2 separate regions of the Salmo salar genome follow, and region 1 is linked to region 2. Evidence: chromatin contacts called from public Hi-C data. All regions are on one chromosome and are shown on one strand. Each heading gives the region's core, a stretch centred on a gene start, on an enhancer-like site or on the middle of the called end of the contact. The rest is flanking DNA. Distances are from core to core; before and after follow the strand shown. Region 1 overlaps LOC106603419 (homeobox protein cut-like 1). Region 2 overlaps LOC106603419 (homeobox protein cut-like 1).

Evidence for each region. A called contact is a pair of places that touch in the nucleus more often than the background predicts.
Region 1: a Hi-C map of muscle shows a contact between it and region 2, with 3 times the contacts expected there. The contact joins two enhancer-like sites. A contact is called at or near these places in 2 of 3 Hi-C or Micro-C datasets (gill and muscle).

Annotation. Positions count from the first base shown.
Region 1 is chrssa04:59,842,839-59,846,909 of Ssal_v3.1, reverse strand. It overlaps LOC106603419 (homeobox protein cut-like 1), which reads right to left. Exons shown (of 23, transcript XM_045717152.1): 21 at 1,174-1,362. Among protein-coding and RNA genes, the nearest start is that of LOC106603469, 72 kb to the left of the region's middle. Within about 2 kb of position 1,334, at least 1 of the 13 cell types and tissues checked has an H3K27ac peak or open chromatin away from gene starts, as enhancers often do. A contact at or near this core is called in muscle, where this site is marked.
Region 2 is chrssa04:59,749,057-59,753,107 of Ssal_v3.1, reverse strand. The region is part of intron 3 of LOC106603419 (homeobox protein cut-like 1); the gene reads right to left. Among protein-coding and RNA genes, the nearest start is that of trnae-uuc, 49 kb to the right of the region's middle. Within about 2 kb of position 2,652, at least 1 of the 13 cell types and tissues checked has an H3K27ac peak or open chromatin away from gene starts, as enhancers often do. A contact at or near this core is called in muscle, where this site is marked.

The sequences.
Region 1 (4,071 bases), core at 85-2,584, 95 kb before region 2:
AAATGACCCATTCAATTTATCTGCTTATTTTACCAACATTGATCCGCATAAACTTGAGAAATTGACGCGCTATGACGCTGTTGACGCTCACAGCCCGTCAGCTTTCTCCTGTTCACTCCTGTGCTTTCTACCACACTTTTCATTTGATTTGGTCTTGAGGCAGGGAAAATAACTTCCAGGCCCTAGCGTTAGCTGGCTGATGATGAGGCTCCCAGAGGTTAGCCTCCATGCTATGCTAACCCACACATACCCCTGCAGGCTGGGCATTGACTCATAGGTAGCCTAGCGCCAGCCCCAGTCCCAAAGAAGGACCAGTAATGATGATACCCCGGGAGAAGTGTTAAATAGGCCTAATCACTCCAAGAATGTTCACTTAGCTTACAGAGTGGGAAGTGGGTGGAAGGGGAGAAAAGAGGGCTCTGATGAGTGCATTGGACTTTGAATAAGTGTACCCCGGAGAGATTGGGGCCTGTCATGTCTGATGAGAGCGTTGATGTCTCACACCCAGATCGATCTCGACAGCATTCACACACACACACACACACACACACACACACACACACACACACACACACACACGTCTCCTCCCCCTTTTGTTTTTAACCAGGAGCTCTGGGCATGGGCTGTTTGACTCGGCAGCCCAGGGACACATCTGGGCTATTAGAGGAGGAAAAAGAGCAATCACTATTCCTCTTCCTCTCTCTTGTTGGCTAGATTGTTCTCTTGCTCCATCTCGTTTTACAGTATTCTTTACTTCCTTCCGTTTACGAGGGTTGCATGGCGGCCTTGAGGACATGGCACGATCCTGGGGGGACGACGACGACGACGACTGATGTTGGTGGGTAAAAATATGGCCTATGGAGGTAGCTATCCAGTAGCTATATCAGTGTACAAAGACTTCTTTCTATCCTAGTCTCTGTCTAAGTTACAAGGACAGGACATAGGACACACTAATGCCCAACTCCAAATCCTATCCAAGGACAACGAGGCACAAATTCTGCCTAACCTGTCAGAGCACAAGGCGGGGCAAATGCCATACTGTCCTTTGGCTTTAACCATTTGAGATTTGTAAGGGCTAGGCTAGGGGGCGATTTAGAACTGGTTACAGAGTTGAGGTAGGGAGGGAGGTAAAGAAGAACACAAAAAATATAGAGGGGAGGAAAGAAGGATTACCTTTCTTCTCCATGCGTTTCATGTCCATGAGTTTCTCCACGTTGCGTGGATCCTGAAGCCAGAGCTGCATGCGGACGAAGGGCTCACGTCCCTTCAGACTGAGCTTGTGCCAGGGCTTGGGCCTCGCCAGCAGGTCAGACACCGAGCCCTGGGTCAGACCCAAGATGGTCTCCCCAAATAGACGCTGACCTGGGGAGAGAGGAGGGGTTATATCCACACAGAGGGATCGAGAAGGTAGTCACTAGAAGGCCAGTAGAATCAGGAATACATTGTACGATTGACATGTTGTAGGTTAATATGAATCAAGGTTACACATTTTTTTACGAAAAACTAAAACTGTAAACCACGTCAGCTGAAGCATGGATAGAGCAATATTCAGAAGAAAAAAAAGTGTCAAACTTAAACAGTACCTGAAAATCTATTTAAAAAGGATTAGAATTAGGGCATGAGCTACTGTCAACATTTAAAAGCCTTTTTTTCCACTGTTGGAATAAACTTGAATTCCTTGCATGAACACGCATCAACGTTACACATTCTTTAAGTTTCCGAGGTAGGGGGGAGGGCGGCATTGAAAACTTGCCATCAGAAGTTGGCAGCATTTTGTCTGCTGCAACTGTGGCTGACTTCACTCAGAGAAGAAACAGTTTAAATAGTGTTTGACTGGCGTTTGAGTGCCTGAGTTGTTTCAAAGGCATAAAAAAAGGTCTGGATTCACATAAATAAATAAAAAACAACCACCAAGGTCTCCCTCTCTGTTCGCAGCATAAACATTCACCACAGCAGAATCCCAGGTTCTTGAAAGGCTTCAAAGCTTGTGAGCTCTCACGCAGAGCGCTGTGGAGCTCTATTTCCCCCCACTATATCCCAGGGGACCCCTCAAACATGCCTTTGGCAGCAAGGAGGGGGGTTGTGTTGCTCTACCCTGTGCTTCTCACACTGTTTTTTATGCAGGTGAGCTGAACGTCGGGCGGCTGAACAAACGCAGGCAGCGTAGCGTAGCGGAGAGAGAGAGAGAGAGGCTGAGATGTGAAGCGCTACTGAAAGGCGCTGGGATTTGGGGAGCAGTTCCTCTAAAGAGAAGAGAAGTGGATGAGTAGACAGCATGGGGCTGGGAGGCTGGGAGACAGAACAGGTGACGCCAGTCCCGCTGAGAGAATCTCTTGGGTGTGAGATGGAAGGGCTGCTTTACAGTTTCCTCCTCTCACTGACTCCGACAGGGCTTTGTTTGTGCGCTGAACACACAGATTCTCTCTCACTTATATTACACATGGAAATGTTACAGATACGCACACAGCTCCAACTGCATTCTTATCGCATTCAATTGGATGCCGTGATGCACACAGCAGCCCTGTGGATCTCAGTCTATGTATTAAAGTAAAGTACAAGGGTGAACTTGTTCATCTATTCTAAATAAACCATGAGGGTCTAAATCATATCACACAATTCCATTGTCATAAATCACAGCACCTTAGAAAATACATATTGTGGACCACCACATAATAGAATGTCCCATTGAAAATGATTAGATGTAGGTGCAATCAGCAGGGGTAAACATGTTCATTGAGAGGCATCCTTTGTGCCCATATTTCCTAAACTGTGTGTGAAACAAAATAACAGTGATTGAGTCCTGTAAGAAATCTGATTTGGCTGTGTGCGTCATCTGTGTCAGTGTGAATCTAACTTCATTTTTTGTTGCCTTACCGATATTAAGGATAGTGGCTAGTTGTTTTGGTGAACATGGGAGTATTTGGTCCAATCTCAGTGCAGTTTGCCTAATAATGTCCCAATATGCCTGGGCTATATCAGGTAGAAGAGAGACTAGGCTAGTAGGCTAAACATATTACTATTTGTATTACCTTTAGTTATCCAGGTGAGCTAGTGAAAACACATTGTATTTTATAACAACCTAGCCAAGAGGGTGCAGTGCTACAGTAAGGCTACTGTAGCTGACAGACATGGAAGTGATTTGGCCCGATCTCTGTGAGTTTGGCTGAAGGGAGCTGCTAAACGACACCATCCATCACTGGTCCTGGCCACCTCACAGTAGAGGGGGGAGTGAGCTGCGGCCAGGTCTAGGGAACAGTGATGGAAGGATGGGAGGGAGGGAGACACTTCTCTGTGGGGCTAATTGAGCAGTCAGAGGGTGATGCGGTGAGCAGTCCTATGACAACCAGGCTTTGTCCCAATACTCTAAAATTGCATGTGTTCCTCATCTCCTATCCTAAGGAATTAAGGCCAGCCATAGGTGAAAGGACTGGATAAGTCTCCACTATGCTGCTTGAGCCTGTTTCTCTGGTAATGTATCAACCAAACTGTAACTATTAAAGCTAGAATCCTTAGTTGAAACAAAAACAAAGCCTGCCTCTGTTTTGGTAAAAAGCTGAGGGATGGGCCTGGAGAAATGTAACCATTCTCAAATTCCTAGACAGAGGTATGAAAGCAAGGACTGGCCATCCCATATATCAAAAGTATAGTTTGAACCATGTTTTAAGGCTATACAGGGTTTGTATACATTTACATTGTTTACAAACATTGGAGTAAAAAAATGTGTATGTAGCAACTAAAGATTCTACCTTTAACCATAATCAACAGATAAGTGACTCATTAAATCCAACTGGCTCAGAGGCTAACCAGGAAACACTTAGGCTTAAAGCTGGGCCACATCCCAATTGTGCCGCTACACTGGCTGTGATAGTAGCTAGCTCAGGCTTTGGGTCTTCCCAGGACAGTGTGTAAACTATGCTCTCTGTTCCTTTGTTGTGTGAGTTGATAGCTGGGCTGGTTAATTTTAGCTGAGGGGATGGCTAATGAGCAAGCTGGCCAGCTTGTGGAACATGGAAACTGGCTAATTCTTTCTGCCTTGGCAGCACTGTGTGACGCTGGTGGGGTAAAGAGCAT
Region 2 (4,051 bases), core at 1,403-3,902:
AATTTCAGTCTTAAAAACACATGAATAGTAATTTCATTAATGTAATTTAGTAACAACCTGCTAAAAGAGATTGAGCTTCCAACCCTCTCAGTTAATCATGGGTACTGAGTGCTTCTCCTAAAACTGGAAAGCACCAAGGCAGCTAACCAATGAGTCATGAAGGAGGTGACGTGATTTGGGGTTGGGCCAAGAGGCACCACAGACCTTGCTTCAAGTTCATCAACAATCAAGTACAGGAGTATAGAGCTGTGGTAGAGAGGTCTTCTATAGTCATGACATTTCTGTAGTACGCAGGTGATATGATACAGTATTGCTTTTACATTAACAACACTGTACTGCACATGGCTCAAAAATCACAGATTTATGATTTAAAGAGGTTTCAAAAATGGTTATTTTTAGCTCCAAACCAACACTATACATCCCAAATACCCGCCCATGAAACTAAACATTATAGATGTTGCCAAAGTACTTCATGAATCAGGATAGAACACTACAGCAACAGTCTGTGTGGCTCAACATCCATTCCAGATTGCCTCTCAAATACCGTCTAAAAGATGAAAGAATTTAAAACAAACTTTGGAGATACGTCACAGACAGAGTCAAATACTGTACCATATTCATCCTTCGCCCTTGGAGAGGTAGGGAGAGGAGGAAAAATGCAGGCCACAGATGCCTCTTCCCTGAACCCTCTCTCGCCCTCAGTACCACACTGGGCAACAGCTGGCGAGAGAGGAGAAAGGGTTTTGTCCAAGCCTTTTTAAATTGCGTGGTTGGTTGGTGGATGGTTGGTTGGTTAAACACCATCTTTGGGTCATGTGACAGACGTAATGCATCAGCCCTCTCACACTATTATAACCCCCCACGCTTTGATGCACTTTGGATCAGCTTTCAGTCACATGGAAGCAACTATATTAGTGGTGAGTACTCTATGTACACCATCACACACCCGTTTTATATGATCTAACACACACACACACACACACACACACACACACACACACACACACACACACACTAAACCCTTAAAGCCAGAGCTGTGCTCTATACATTACACCACCTCACAATCATGCACTGTCAATAAAAATATTTCCTAATGTATAGATGGCCAATGTAAGGCATTTGGATCTAATACCACTCTTCAGAGAAAAATAATACAGTATAACCTTTATTCAACAAGTTAAAGACGTATTGGTCGTCAAAATGACCAACTGTACTGTTCTTCCTTTTCAAGATACTCACCATTTGGCCTCAGTAAACTACCTCAGTAAACTACCATAGTTCGGAGAATATTTTTTTTTTTAATGAAATGTATGCATTCACTACTGTAAGTCGCTCTGGATAAGAGCGTCTGCTAAATGACTAAAATGTAAATGTATAGTAAACTACCATAGTAAACTACCATAGTAAACTACCATAGTAAAGCACTTTTTTAATCCACTTGCAGACTTCTTTCTACCTGCAGTGTATAAGAGTAAGAAAGGTGTCCCATTGGCCTAGCTACGTGAGCTAATGATAGACAGTGGACTCGCCCACTGTGGGGTTCAGAGTCTTCATGTGTGTGGCTGTTGTTGAGGTTGCACTGAGCAGCCCAGAGGTAGCGTGTGTGTTATGTGTGTCTGTGGTGTCTCCTGAGAGCCCAGTCCAGGCCTGACTGTGCGTTCCTCCACTGCTCTGGGAGTGTGAGCAGCCAGCCAGCCAGTCCTGGCATCGCCTCTGAACTGGGCCAAAGCCAGCTAACTGGGTCATCCCTGGGTAGAGGAGGGGATGGGAAGAGGGGAGGGAGGGGGAAGCAGGGGAGAGCTACTGTACCACACTGCTAGTGTCAGTCAGCCAGGATCTACTTCCAGTGTTTTTTGGACTAAAAACACACACACTTAGACCAACCAAAGAGGAAAGGAGTTCTGTTTGTTCCATCCACCTCCCCCCAACACACACACACACACCTACCACCGCCCCCCAACATTTACACTTTCCTTCCCAACCCATAGGGTGGCAGTGTTTGCTCAAATTCACAAAAATATGTGGCACAGTACAACTGCAAGTCAGCAACTTACACACTAAGTTAAAAGTGTCCAGAACTACAGTGTTTACAGACACCAAACAGTGGGTTCTAAAAAGGAGAAATCAAATAAAAACAGTATTTTGGACGTCTCCTGCCCAGACTCTGTTAGAGGTTTTGATTTATGGAGCAAGGCAGGCAGTTGCCACTGACAAACGCCAGTGAGCCCCAGTCACTTTTTGCTCCTATGGGAGAGAGAAATGAAACATGTTCAAATGGGCTTTCTCTGGAAAACATCTGGATCCAAACTAGGCAGCGCCAAGTTCCCAAGTTCCCCCTCCCTCCCTCCCTCTCTCTCTCTTTCCCTCTCTCACTCTCTCCGCTTTCTCTCCTTCTCTCCTCTCTCTCTATCGCAGATGGAGCAATTAAAGTTCCCTGCTTACTGGGCAAAGGGATCCAGCAGACATCTTGTCAGGAAGAGGCTGCTTCCCTCTTTGGCTTTCCATTGAAAGTGAAGAGAAAGGGGGAGAAGGTGAAGTGGGCCAGATAGTGACTGGGGGGGGGGGGGTTGAGGAGGGAGAGAGAGGTAAGGTAATGGGATGGATGGCACCGGAGTGTGTGTGTGTGTGTGTGTGTGCCAAGGCCCTGCGTGACTGTGCGGCCATGGCTCAGTGCAGATTATCTGCCTCTCTGCCTCTCTCTCCAATGCAGTCCCATACACATTCTGACAGGGGAGGGCATCTGGCAACGCCGGCCGTGCTGCCTTCTGAATGATCACACACACACACACACAAACAGATGATTCCTCTGTCTGTGTGTGTGTGTGTTAGTCCGTTTGTGTTAAAAAGGCGAGATTTGGGCCGACGCCAAAGCTGACCAGCTCACAGGTATAGCATAACGCCCCTCCAATGAACCATCTGGACTCTTTAGGGGTGCGGGAACAACTTAAAAATAGACGGCGGTTGCTAGCCTAATGACACTAGCGGGAGCTAGATGAAACACAAGGAAGGCTTTGGCATCGGCTTAGGGGCCAGGGGAAACCGTTGGCCTGCTTGTCTCTGTCTGTGACCTGGCCTAACCCCTTAATTGCAGAGCAGGTTTTAAGCTGTGGATAACTGATCCGGAGTGGTGTGCGTGTGCGGGGGAGAGATTGCGGGGAGAGAGAGTATATATATGTGTGTGTGTTTGAGTGTGCTTCTTTTTGGGTTGGGTAGGAGGGATTACTGGCTTTGCAGCTTTCTTTTAAGCAGGGAATTATAGTCTGAGAGGACGGTGACTTAGAGCATCCTCTGGGCTTCCTAGGGAAACAGGAAACAGCTAGCTAGCTCCCTCTCTTCATCTCTGTGTCACCTGGGGTTGTCATATGGGGGGCCTAACACACTAGGCCTACTTGCAGGCAGCAACCGTAGTATGGATATATAGTTCTACTAATTTTCCTCATTGCTGTAGCCTTACATTAGAAGTAGGTTGATGTTCCTCTAACCACTGGTCCAGGGTCAGATGTGTTCTAATCCCCCTAATGGTGGTGAGGATTGGGTATTGGGTAATCTGATCCTAGATCTGTGATTACAGCCAAAGTTTACCTCGTACAACATTAGAGATCTCATCATAAGAGTGGAGCTGGGATAGGATGGACGAGCGAAACGGCATCACACAGTGATGGTCTGTGATGGCTGACACATTGCTCCTCTGGGGCAGATCGGGCATCGCCTGGAATCAGCTTCAGTGCCATAGGGAGATCAGAGAACGAGCACCACCCTGTGCCATCATCACAGTCACCCCCTCTCTCTGTGTGCCATGGGGGCGGGAGGTGCTGGAGAGAGCGTAGCTTAATCATATACAGAAAGAGGGACATCTTACTCAAGGATACGGCAGAGAGGAGTGGGTTCGAGGACAGGGGCAGGTATGCCTTTACACAATCACACACATATTGTATGTAAAAAATAAAAAATAAATCGTATTTTTATTTAACTAAGCAAGTCAGTTAAGAACAAATTCTTTTTGCAATGACGGCCTACCGAGGAACATTGGGTTAACTGCTTTGTTCAGAGG